2 separate regions of the Mus musculus genome follow, and region 1 is linked to region 2. The links are chromatin contacts, called in public promoter capture Hi-C maps. All regions are on one chromosome and are shown on one strand. Each heading gives the region's core, a stretch centred on a gene start, on an enhancer-like site or on the middle of the called end of the contact. The rest is flanking DNA. Distances are from core to core; before and after follow the strand shown.

What was found. Promoter capture Hi-C pulls out the DNA fragments that hold promoters and counts their contacts.
Region 1: a contact with region 2 is called in a promoter capture Hi-C map of liver, with 2.0 times the contacts expected there. The contact joins the promoter of Capn12 here to the promoter of Selenov in region 2. A contact is called at or near these places in 3 of 39 promoter capture datasets (liver and pre-B cells).

The regions. Positions count from the first base shown.
Region 1 is chr7:28,879,367-28,885,652 of GRCm38.p6, forward strand. Capn12 (calpain 12) reads left to right here and starts at 2,290. Exons shown (of 21, transcript NM_001110807.1): 1 at 2,290-2,594; 2 at 3,185-3,254; 3 at 3,404-3,522; 4 at 3,762-3,895. The coding sequence starts at 2,358.
Region 2 is chr7:28,286,173-28,292,467 of GRCm38.p6, forward strand. It overlaps Selenov (selenoprotein V), which reads right to left and starts at 5,014. Exons shown (of 6, transcript NM_175033.4): 1 at 4,151-5,014; 2 at 2,299-2,323; 3 at 2,129-2,182; 4 at 1,950-2,024; 5 at 1,734-1,870. The coding sequence starts at 4,905. The coding sequence ends at 1,793.

The DNA of each region.
Region 1 (6,286 bases), core at 1,040-3,539, 590 kb after region 2:
GCTTCATTTCCAAACGCATGCGGCCAGCTCCAAGTGTAACCAAGAATGACCTTACTGACCCTCCTGCTGTCACCTCCTTGGTGCACCACTAGGTAATTCCACCCGAGAAAAGTCCTCATTACAGCTGGGTGTGGTGGTGCACATCTGTAATCCCAATACACTGGAGGCCGACACAAATGGATCGCCAGGAGTTGGAGGCCAGTTGTCTGGTCTACATTGTAACTTCCAGGCCAGCGGGACACTGTCTCAAAAACACATAACAAACGTAACAAACCCACCTGGGTTTCACCACATCCGGACACCTGGAGTATGCTTTCACGCTTGGGGGAATCGTGTCTCCCCATCGCTTGGCTGTGCTTGTATGCCACCCTCATCCTCTGAGGTAATCTTAGCCTTCCTGGCTACCAACTCAGTCAGGTGCAAGGAAAGGAGAGGCTGGCAAAGATAGGAAAGATAAACAATGGGGGCGTGGTTGGAGGGGGTGGCCAGGGGCTGCTGCACTGTGATTGGCGGGTCTGCTTCAGCTGTGGTCTGAGGGGAGGGATCATCTCAGAGCCAAGTGCCTAGAGAATAAGCCACAGGATCTAACATCTGGGCTTCTGGGTTCAGGACAGAGCTCAGCAGTAGAAGTTTGACTAGCGCTGGGCGTGGTGGCGCACGCCTTTAATCCCAGCACTCGGGAGGCAGAGGCAGGCGGATTTCTGAGTTCGAGGCCAGCCTGGTCTACAAAGTGAGCTCCAGGACAGCCAGGGCTATACAGAGAAACCCTGTCTCGCAAAAACCAAAAAAAAAAAAAAAAAAAAAAAAAAGAAGTTTGACTAGCGTGTAGGGATCCCCACGTTCATCCCCAGCTCTGGCAACAAAAAAAAAAAAAAAAAAAAAAAGAGGGGGGGGCAGGAAGGAAGGCAAACCACGGACACACACTACTGTTTGAAGAAACTGAGGCATATGGAGTTTATGTGACTTAGCCCAAGACACACAGTCCTTTGTCCCACAATTTAGCCTAGGCTGGTCTGGAATTCAGGTTCCTCTGGTCTCTTCCTTCCAAGAGCTGGAATCACAAGGGTGAAGCATCACACTTGACCTCAGACCTGCAATCCTAAGTGACAGACTGGGCTGAGACTTGAACCAACTACCTGTCTTTGTGTGGTCCCAGCAACTCTGCAGGAGGAAAAATCTGTGCGATTTTTCTTTGTTTCATTACTGGGTCTCTTGTAGTTTAGGCTGCCCGATATTTGCTGTAAGCTAAGACTACCGTAGAACTCCCGATTCTCCTGCCTCGGACAGCCCCTGTTGTTGGCTATGGTGCTTGGAGGGCCGGGGTTGGATGGCAGATGTTGAAAGCTTGAGTTGTCAACGTCTCAGCAAAATTAAAGTGACTAGGCTCCCCTGGGGCCAGAGGCACTGAAAGGCAAGACTGCCTGCCTTGCCAAAGATCCTCCTCCGCCTGCTTCACGGAGCCTGCTCGGCTTGGAGAGGGGCCGCAGCATCCCAGGCACAGGTGACCACATTCACAGCACAGAGCAGAACCTGTTTTCTGTAGTCAGCCTTGCCTGGGTGACCTAGCCATGGTCTACCTTCCTGAGAGCTAGCAGAGGGAGCTGGGAGGAAACCAGGTGTGGTGTTTTATAAATATAAAAAAGGAAAGAGCCAAGGATATGTTTATATCTGAGTTCCATGCCAGCCTGGTCTACGGAGTGAGTTCCAGGACAGCCAGGGCTACCCAAGAGAAACCCAGTCTGTCTCCAAAATCCCAAACCAAACGAACAAAAGGACAAAACCCTTCAAAACAAAACAACAATCACACCAGTAGATCTAACACCAGGGATCCTGAGGCAAGAGAGCCTGGGAGCCCGAGGCTAACCTCGGAAACTCAGTGAGACCAGGTCTCAAAGTCAGTCGATGAAGGGCCTTGGAGCTGCAGGTGCAGAGGATGCTTGCCTGCCACATCGGGAGGTTCAGTCCTCAGCACTGTCCCCAGCTGAGGAGACAGGGAGGCTGGGCTGGGCTGAGGTATGGCAACAGGAAGAAGCACGCGGAAACACACCCCCACGTTGACCTCCTTCCCGGCACTCCCAGAGCCCGGCTGGTCCTCCTAGGCCTGCCCACCTTTTGTGTGCTCCAGGTCATTAAGCTGCTAAACTCGCCACAACTGAGGGCTCCGTGCCCCAGGGAGGAAACCACTGAAGAAGCGTCCCTGCTCCTTCGCACCCCAAACCATCAATTAATATTAACAAGGGAGAATGCTCCTCGATGCCTAAAGACCCCCAACAGGGTACAAATGGAGCAGGAGCCACGCCCCCCATGACTCAGGAGGTTAAAGGGCTTGGGTCCATCTGTGTGCCCAGAGTGTCCGAATGGCGAGTGGCAACAGGAAGGTCACCATCCAGCTGGTGGACGACGGGGCCGGGACTGGAGCTGGGGGCCCACAGCTCTTTAAAGGCCAGAACTACGAAGCCATCCGAAGAGCTTGCCTGGATTCCGGGATCCTGTTTCGTGACCCTTGCTTTCCTGCTGGCCCTGATGCCCTTGGCTATGACAAGCTGGGACCTGACTCAGAGAAGGCCAAAGGGGTGGAATGGAAGAGGCCCCATGTAAAGTGGGGCTGGGCTGGGACCTGGGTCTGATGGGGGAGGGCCAGGACAAGGACTCCTGGGTCTGAGGGAGGAGGACCAGGTCCTGGACTCTTGGATCTGAGGGAGGAGGGCCAGGGCCTGGGTCTGAGGGAGGAGGACCAGGGCCTGAACTCTTGGGTCTGAGGGAGGAGGACCAGGGCCTGAACTCTTGGGTCTGAGGGAGGAGGACCAGGGCCTGAACTCTTGGGTCTGAGGGAGGAGGGCCAGGGCCTGGGTCTGAGGGAGGAGGACCAGGGCCTGGACTCTTGGGTCTGAGGGAGGAGGGCCAGAGTCTTAGCCTGAGGGATCAGGGCCAGGACATGAACCCTTGAGTGTAAGAGAGACAGGCTGAGGTCTAGAATCCTGGTTCTTAGGAAAAGGGAGTGGGGGATAAGAGCAGACTCAGCCACGGGATTCAAGGGGATCCAGGAAGGCAAACTCCCACCCACAGACTTTCCCAAGGTTGGAGGCCCTCACTACCTGGGTACTGGTGTCAGGGCTCAGGCCTCTGACTTCTCCATTGTTCCAGCCTTCCCTTACCTGGCTTCTCTGGAACCTTAATCTTCCAGGAGTTTTGTGCTGAGCCCCAGTTCATCTGTGAAGACATGAGCAGAACAGATGTGTGCCAGGGAAGCTTGGGTGAGCCCCCTTGTGACTGTCTGGAGCCCCTAGACCCAGGACTTGAACAGCTCCTCTCCTCTGTCTCCTGTCCCCATGGCTTCTTTCTTCAGTCTGCTGGTCTCTGGTCCACTCGTACCTAATCTGAGCCTCTTTCCTCCTCCTCCTAGGAAACTGCTGGCTTCTTGCAGCTGCTGCCTCCCTCACACTCTACCCCAGGCTCCTGTACCGGGTGGTCCCCCCTGGACAAGGTTTCCAAGATGGCTACGCGGGGGTCTTCCATTTTCAGGTAGAGTCCAGTTCCTTGCTCTGTGCCTCAATTTCCCCCGTGGTAGCATGATGACATAGGCTTCACAGTTACCATTATGTCCCTACCCCAGCGCAGGGGGACTGGAATTCCAGAACTTGGGAAGCAGAAGGCAAAAGCGGGGGTTGGAGGTAGGAATCAGGCAGGGTCTGGAAGCTGAGCCGCTCCTGCCCTGTGTTTTGTTTTGTTTTGTTTTGTTTTGTTTTGTTTTTCTTCACCAGCTATGGCAGTTTGGCCGCTGGGTGGATGTGGTGGTAGACGACAAACTGCCTGTGCGTGAGGGGAAGCTGATGTTCGTGCGCTCAGAACAAAGGAACGAGTTCTGGGCCCCTCTGCTGGAAAAGGCCTATGCCAAGTAAGGACTCCGCCCCCTCCCAAAGCCCCAGCCCTCCCAGCTGCAGCCCCAAGAACATGCCCAAGCCACGTGGAGTACTGACATCACATCGGGGGTCCTCCAGACACCCAACCTAGGACCCTGAACCCAGTCATAGCCCGCCATAGCCCTAGTATCATGGCACTCTCCTGGAAGAACCTTCATTTTTTGGTATTTTATTGAGAAAAGACCTCATACAACCTAGCTTGCCCAGGAATTAGCTATGTAGCCAAATGAGACCTTGAACTGAGGGTCTTGCCTCCATCTCAGAAGTGCTGGGGTTCCAGGTGTGTGCTACCACCCCAGGTTTATGCGGTGCTGGGTTTGAACCCAGGGTCTCATGTATGCTTGGTAAGCCCTCTACCAACTGAGCTACATCCCCAACCTTTATCCATTCAGTTATTGTCTTGTTATGTAGGCCAGGTTGGCCTCAAACTCATAATCCTCCTTCACTGGGCCCTTGTGTGCATAGAATATAGGCATGCACCACAACCCATGGCTAAAGTTAGGAAGGGAGTGTGTGTGAGCTGGGGATGGAACCCACGATCTGTGCATGCTGAGCCACATCCCAGCTCCTCACTGGAGGATTCTAGGCAGGGGCTCTACCACTGGGCCACGCCCCCAGCTCCTCACTGGGGGATTCTAGGCAGGGGCTCTACCACTGAGCCACGCCCCCAGCTCCTCACTTGGGGATTCTAGGCAGGGGCTCTACCACTGAGCCACACCCCCAGCCCCTCACTGGGGGATTCTAGGCAGGGACTCTACCACTGAGCCACGCCCCCAGCCCCTCACTGGGGGAGTCTAGGCAGGGGCTCTACCACTGAGCCACACCCCCAGCCCCTCACTAGGGGATTCTAGGCAGGGGCTCTACCACTGAGCCACGCCCCCAGCCCCTCACTGGGGGAGTCTAGGCAGGGGCTCTACCACTGAGCCACACCCCAAGCCCCTCACTAGGGGATTCTAGGCAGGGGCTCTACCACTGAGCCACGCCCCCAGCCCCTCACTGGGGGATTCTAGGCAGGGGCTCTACCACTGAGCCACGCCCCCAGCCCCTCACTGGGGGATTCTAGGCAGGGGCTCTACCACCGAGCCACGCCCCAGCCCCTCACTGGGGGATTCTAGGCAGAGGCTCTACCACTGAAGCATAAGGTTCAGCCTGTGAATCTTCTAATCTTGTTTGTTTGCTTGTTTGTTTGTTTATTTATGGTTCTTCAAGACAGGATTTCACTGTGTAACTTGGCTGTCCTGGAACTCACTCTGTAGAGCAGGCTGACCTCAGACTCATAGAGATCTGCCTGCTTTTGCCTCCTGAGTGCTGGGATTAAAGGCATACACCACTACCCAGCAGAATTTTCAAATCTTAAAGGCCTTCCTCTCTTCTCTTCTCTTCTCTTCTCTTCTCTTCTCTTCTCTTCTCTTCTCTTCTCTTCTCTTCTCTTCTCTTCTCTTCTCTTCTCTCTTTCTTTCTTTCTTTTTTTTTTTTTTTTGTGGAAATGACATTTTCCACAAACATTCTAAGAATCCCACTGATACTCATATTTCCCAAGGATCCTGAAATCCCATCATCTATCAGAACCTGGATTTGCCAAATCTTATTCCCTCAAGGGCCTTTAACCTCACGCCATCTCTCATGGTCCTTTGAGACATCGACAGCCCATCCTTTATCATAGGATTAGGCTACCGTGCGCTGGAAGGCCTGACAAGTCCTCATAGGCATCGCCTTCACAGGCTCCCAGAGTCTCAAAGGTTGAGGGAGAGTTGAGAATTCTGGTGCAGCTCTTCCATGGCTTCCAGACTGCACAGTTTCATGGACCCTAGAGATGAGAGGCCTAGCATGTGTCAGATGAGTCTCCCACCTCATCTCTGAATAGTTCAGGGATTGAGCCTACTCCTATTATCACAGTAGTACTAAGTGTACTGAGGCAGGAGGATTGCAAGTTTGAGGGCAGACTGAGATGCATAGCAATACCATGTCTAAACAAAACACAAACACCCAATTAGCTGAGCACTTATAGAACAACTTTGTCTCTAGTACTCTGAGAGCAGAGGCAGGTGGATCTCTGGGACTCTGAGACAAATGTGGTCTACAGAGTGAGTTCTTGGTCAGTCAAAGCTTGGTCTCAAAGACAAGAGGGAGGGCTGGGGGCTGGGGTGGGGAATCTGTAGAGATGGCTCAGTGTTAAGAGCACTGGTTGCTCTTCCAGAAGACCTGACTTTTATTCCCAGTCACGACTATGTGTAACTTCAGTACCAGGGATCTGAGGCTTCCATGGACACTGCACACATGACATGTGGTGCACAGACATACATGCAGGCAAAACACATACATATAGAAATTACATACACATACACACAATTGGGTTATAGGTCCTG
Region 2 (6,295 bases), core at 3,764-6,263:
TCAAATCTCTGCAGCTCATGCCTCACAAATTCAAGGTGAAAGTCAATGCTATTTAAATCATTGCAGACATCTTTTAATATCTCAAATATTTTAATATCTTATAATAATGCCAGATTGCCTTTGTGTGCTGTGTCTACAATCTATTGCAGATCAACATAGCCCAACACACTAGCCACATCTTACTGTTGAGGAGTTGAAATGTGTTATGGCATCTAAGAACTGGTTTTTTAATGATTTTAGCTTTACTTTTTTATTTTGAGACAGGGTCTCTCTATGCAGTCCAGAATGGCCTCAAACTCACCTCAATCCCCCTGCCTCAGCCTCCTGAGTACTAGTACATTACAGGCATGTGCTACCACACCCTATCTCAAAATAAGACAGGAGAAGAAGAAGGCTGTGGATGCAACTCCAATGTAAAACTCTCACTTCCCATGTGTGAGGCCCAGGGCTGATGCAGGACATTAGGTCATACTGTGAGCCCCAAAAATGTGTCACTTACTGAACAACTCTGGTTCTAGCTGTGGTCTGGCTCAGCCCTTAGCACACACCTTTAATCCCAAACAACGAAGGTAAAGTTAGTTTGTAGAAGGGAGCACCCATGTTTGAAAGTGATGTCTGAGTGGTCAAGTGATGAATCAGGGAAAGAGTTAACAGAACAGGGTCTGCCCGGTCTCACGAGCAGAGACCGAAAGGGAAGCTACTTAAGGGAGCAGAGCAGAGAGAGAGAGAGAGAGAAGGGAGGGGGAACTTTACTGGTTCAGTTGTATGAGGCCAAGCAGAGCAATCCAGGGAGAAGCTGAGAGAAGCCAGACTGCATCAGTCGGCTGGGAGAGGAGTTTGAGCAGAACAGCTGAGTTGAACCAGCCTGCCAGAGATCAGAAAGGACTAGAAAGGGGTGAGTTTATTCAGCAGTAAGTCTCAGAGGCTGAAGACATTCTAGGCCTAGATAAGACTGTACAGAGGCTAGAAGCTTCCAGGACTGGGCCTACGGCAGCAGATGGAGGAGGAAGTCTTGGAGATGACAGTCACGTCAGGATCCTAAACGTTACTTTACACAGGTCAATCTCCAGCACTGCAAGGAGACGGGAGGAATGAGAAGGAGAGGGCCTGAGGAGTGGTGCAGTTGCTAAAATGCCTGCCAATGTACGCAGGCTCTGGCTTCACTCAGCAAAACCTAAGAAACTGCGGATGGTGGCCACGCCTGTAATCCCCAGCTACTGGGAGGTGAGGCAGATGGATGCATGGCTGAGGGTCATTCTCAACTCATAGCAAGTTTGAGGCCATCCTGGGTTAGGTGAGACTCTGTCTCGAAAATGGGGGGTAAGGAGTTGAGGGGATAGCTCAGACCTGTAATGCCAACACTTAGGAGGCTGAGGCAAGGGGATTGCTGGGAGTTCTAGGGCAGCCTGAACAACATAAAGGCTTCTAGAATAGGCTGAGCTCTGCAGTAAGGCTGTCTCGCGTGATGGGGAGCAGTGATGGGGACCCTCACTGAGTAGAGGGTGCCTGTTGCCAAGTTTGATGATCTGAGTTCAGTCCCCAAAAACCACTCTGTGGAGGAAGAGACTCCCACAAGCCATCCTCTAACTTCCACAAACACGTTATAGCATTCATGTGTCCCTCCCTCCAATATAAAATAAAAAATAAAAGGTGTGATGTGCCCTGATTTCAAGGGTGAGGGTCAGCTGTGAGCGGTAGTAGATCCTAAATATTGCCCTGCCCCGTTCACTTACTTGCATGCTTCCTCCTGGCCCTCCACAGCACCTCACTCATGTCCCCTCCGTTGCTGCTGCTACCTCTTCTTGATCTCTTCGTCAATAGCACCCACAAGTTTCTTCAGACCGGACTCATCCACAAAGCCATCACCTTTCTGGGTATAGAGGAGAAAGACTCCAGACATGACCCGACCTCCCGGCGCCCCATCCCTACCCTCTGCTCCCAGAAATTACCTTCTTGGAATGGATCAGCTTCCCATCCACAAACACTTCAAACTCCCCTGTAACCTGGGTAGCTCTTTCCTCCTCCTGCCAGGGGAATGTTGTGGGTGGAGGAGGCTGAGGGCTTGGGGGGGTTGGGGGGGTCTGGGAACCCCGACCTCTCCTTCTCCTCAGGCTACCAGTACACTTACAAACTCCAGAAGGTTTGGGAATTGATGCTCCAGGGTCCTTTTCAGTATAATGTACTGAGAGGGAGGACAAGAGGTTATGGAGTCAAAGGGTCACAGGAGAGAGAGACGGGCACCCCCTTCCAGTCTTCCTACCATTTGCTCCCTTACATTCTGAGGGAGAAACTACTCACCCGAAGGCCATAGCTTCAGAGGCCACTGCAAGCGGAGAGCAGGAGAGGGAGGCAGGAAAGAAATAAGGGAGACGTTATAGCAGCAGTGAGCCTGAATCTGGCCCCAGCCTTGCCTGCTTGGACATTCCCCCACTCCCTTGGTACCTTGCGGGGGGGGGGGGGGGGGAATCCTCCTCCTTCTTACCTTCCTGAGTGCCCACATAACCGTGCCCATTATTCCTCACCCTTTATCCCCCACCTTGCCCAGCTACAAAAACCTCCTTGCTGGTCTTTCAGCTCGCTGCATTTGTACAGGTGTGCACTGGTAGGTGATTGCAGAGTGCTCCTCCCCAGGATGTTTGTGGCTCCTCTCCCTTCCTCAGGTCACTTCAGCAAGGCCGTCTTGACCCTCCCAATAGAAACTGTGACCCTCCCAGATGCCTTCCTGTACATGCTGGCTGTGACATATTGCCTGCCCCTCCATGTCACAGCTACAAGGACAGGAGTCTCCACCTGTCCATTGCTCAGTGCCTGGTGCCACAAACACCTGATGAGTGTGTAACAACAGCTGTCAAGCCAGCTGTGGCGCTCCACATTTTAATCAGACTCTGTGGTTTCCAGGCCAGCCTGAGCCACATAGCGAGTGTCCCAGGACAGCCAGGGCTACACAGGGAGACGAGGAGGAGGAGGAGGAAGAGCAGAGAAAAGAGAAGAGAGAAGAAAGAAGAATGGGGAGAGGAAGGAGGTAGCAAGAGGGAGCCAAGCTTGGGAAGAGGAGAAACAGACACGGTGTGGCAGGGGAAGCAGAGGGAAGTTGCCTGGTCGGGCAGAGGATGGAGGAAACGTGTGAGACAAGGGCCTGGAGTCTTCCAGAGCAACAGAGGCAATAAGGGCACAGTCCTGACCTGTGCTACTCCACCCAGGTCACTGCATGAGCCTGAGGCAGCATCTGAGAGCTGCACTCAGCTCCAGAGCCTCTGTGCTCATTCACCAGCTGCCCCACTCCATCCCCCGTCCCCTCCCCCACCCACTCCCCTTCATTCAGCAGCCTCCTTCCTCTTCTCTGAGAAGTGGCCGCTCAAGGGTCACCATGGAGTGAGACCATCCCGACCACCCAGCTCAGCTCTGAGGTGGACAGCCTCTCCTCCTTCCTCAGGAAGTACCTCTCTGCTCACAGTTCTGCAGGCTGGCATGGGGTGTGCATGGCCTGGCCTGCTAGGGAAGTGCTCAGGGCCCTCAGAGTGAAGCGCAGCAAAGAATGGGAACGGATTCCCAGTCATAAGAATCAACCGTGAATGCATGGATGGATGAATGAATGAATGAATGAATGAGAATACAGTTTAGACCCATCCATCATGTAAATGTTGAATGGATGAAGGTGGATGAAGCTTCTCGCTTCTACCAATAGAATGAATGAATGTATGAATAAGAGTGAATGCATGCATGAAGTTAAGAGACAGGAATCAAGCAGCTAAACGAATGATTCTGACTGCCAGGTGGGAAACGCCCATCAATGAATGAATAAAAGCGAATGACAGCAGTCATGTTACTCATACAAACGTTTGAAGGAAGAGAGGCGTGAATAAAGCCTTAAGTCAATAAACATGCAAATGAGTGAGGAAAGATCAAAGACAGAAATCACAGGGGTTCGTGGGAGTGAATGAAAGAAGCCAGGGTGGGAAACCGATCTCAAAGGGACAGACAAGTGGTGGTCAGAACTCTGTGGATCTGCCTCCCTACCTAGCGCGCCCACCTGGGCCTGCACACACACACACACACACACACACACACACACACACACACACACACGCCCAGAGCTCCAGCATCTGCCGGCTCGGCTCCCGTTCTTTCGCGGGTAGGGGGAGCCCCTCACCAGTACATCACACGGATCAAGATTCTGTTGGGCGTTGGGACGTCCTCGCTGGTGGATGGGATCTCCTTAGTGGAACCGAAGCTGGGTGCTGGGGAAATCGTGGAGAGCTTACCCAGACCAGGGGTTTCCTTCAGCGGGGAGGCCAAGAACTCTAGTGTAGGGTTGGGGCCCGGAATGGGGCCCAATGTACTGGAGGCCATGGCAGTAGAAGCCAAGGAGTCTATGGGAGAGGCGGTGTCCGGTATGGAGCCTTGTGTCTTGGAGGACGAGGGAGTGAGCACTGGAAGGGGCCCCTGGATGGCCTCCGCTAGGCTGTGGATCGAGGGTTTCTGATTTTGAGCGAGTGTGGGATCCTTCAAGAGAGCGCTAGCAGCCCTGGAAGAAAGGGGCTGTGCCGTGGGCGAGGCCAAGCTCGGGAAGAACCTGCCTGGAGAGATCTTAGGAAAGACCCGACCTAGATTCGGGGCCCGGACTGGTGCTGGAGTCCGCACCGGTGCTGCATGCCGGACTGGAGCTGGAGTTGGGGCTGGGGTTAGGGTTGGGGCAGGGACTGGGGCTGGAGTTGGGAACCGGATTGGAACAGGGTTAGGGACTTGGGCAGGAGCCCGGACCCGGATGGAAGTTCGGACTGGAGTCGAGTTGTGCGCTGGGTTCGGGGCCCTGACTGGGGTCGCGGTTCGGATGGGAGCGGGTGTCCGGGCCGGGGTGTTTGCCCGGACTGAGGAGGGAGCGGGGACCCGCGCCTTGTTATTCATGGGGACCAGGTGAGACCCGGGTACCCCAGGCTAAGCGTCCCGCCTCGCCCTGCTTCCTTGAGCGAGGAGAGCTTTCGCACCCGAGGATTCTAAAAACCGAAGCAACCACGAGCAGGCACTGTTACACCGGGTTCCAGTCAGGCGGAGATTCCAAGCTCTGCGCCAGGGAGGCGCTGCTGTCTTCAGATCTCACCGAATAGACACCGCCCCTGTCCCTATCCCCACCCAGCAGGAGCCAACTCTGCCTAGAGCTTCCCATTGCCACCCTGACACTCATGCGTTTAGCTGGTTGAGTTCATTAAGCGCCCTCCTAGCGCTGGGGATTCCGGGGACAATGCATCTCTGCCCTCCTTGCTTCCTGCCCATGATAGGAGGTCACACCCAGTATGAGAGTGACAGCCTAAAACCGTCAGTGCAGTGGAGAATACCAGCACCCATATAATTCAGAAAGGAGGCACCTCTCTGCAGGATACGAGGTCCGGAGAAAAATAGCGACAACCCACACAAATAATCCAATTTACTCCCGGGGAGTGGTCAAAGTGAGACTCTGTCTTCTTCATGCTGTATCCCCAGCTCCTAGAACAAGACCTGGATCAACCAATCCTGTGGAACCCGAGTTAGGGAGATAAAGTGGAAGCTGGCACCAGGAAAGGGGACAAGTTTGAGAAGTGGAGTATAGGCAAAAGGCAGAGGTGACAAGGATTGGAGCCAGGGACAGTGACCATGTAAGGCCGACTAGACTTCATTCTGAGGCTCACAGAAGGATGACTTAACAGGGGTTGTGGCTCAGTTAATAGAGTTTTCATAGCATTCACAAAGCCCTGGGTCCAAGTCCCCCGTGCCACACAAACCAGTTATGTTGACTCAGGATTGTAGCTCCAGCACTCAGGAGGCAAGTGGATCAAAAGTTTAAAATCACTCTCAAGTAAAAAAAAAAAAACAAAAACAAAACAAAAAAAAAAAAACAAAACCAACCAACACCCCCCCCCCCAAAAAAAAACCCTCAGGATGCACATAACCCTGTTGATGTCTCAAGAGATGTCAGCCTCTGCCTGTGGCTTTGGGGCAGTATTTCTAAGCCAGGGAATATCCTTCTGGAAGGGGGGTGGGGCATACATAGACCAGCCAATCCACAATAACGTGGATAGTGATGACAGCCTGGGGCCACATTGTGTCAGTTCTGCCCCAGGAGGGCTATTAACTTTATCTGCCTGACCAAGACCTCATGAAGACTCTAGGCCCCAGAATGCAATGTACATTTCGTGACCATTAACGTGCTGTGTTGCCAGACGTCAGTGCAGTGGGTGCTTCCACAGGAAGAACACACAGATGTTTGGACTAGGAATTGACCTGGACCCTGGCACATCCCCTTCTCTAGTTGGCTGGGTTT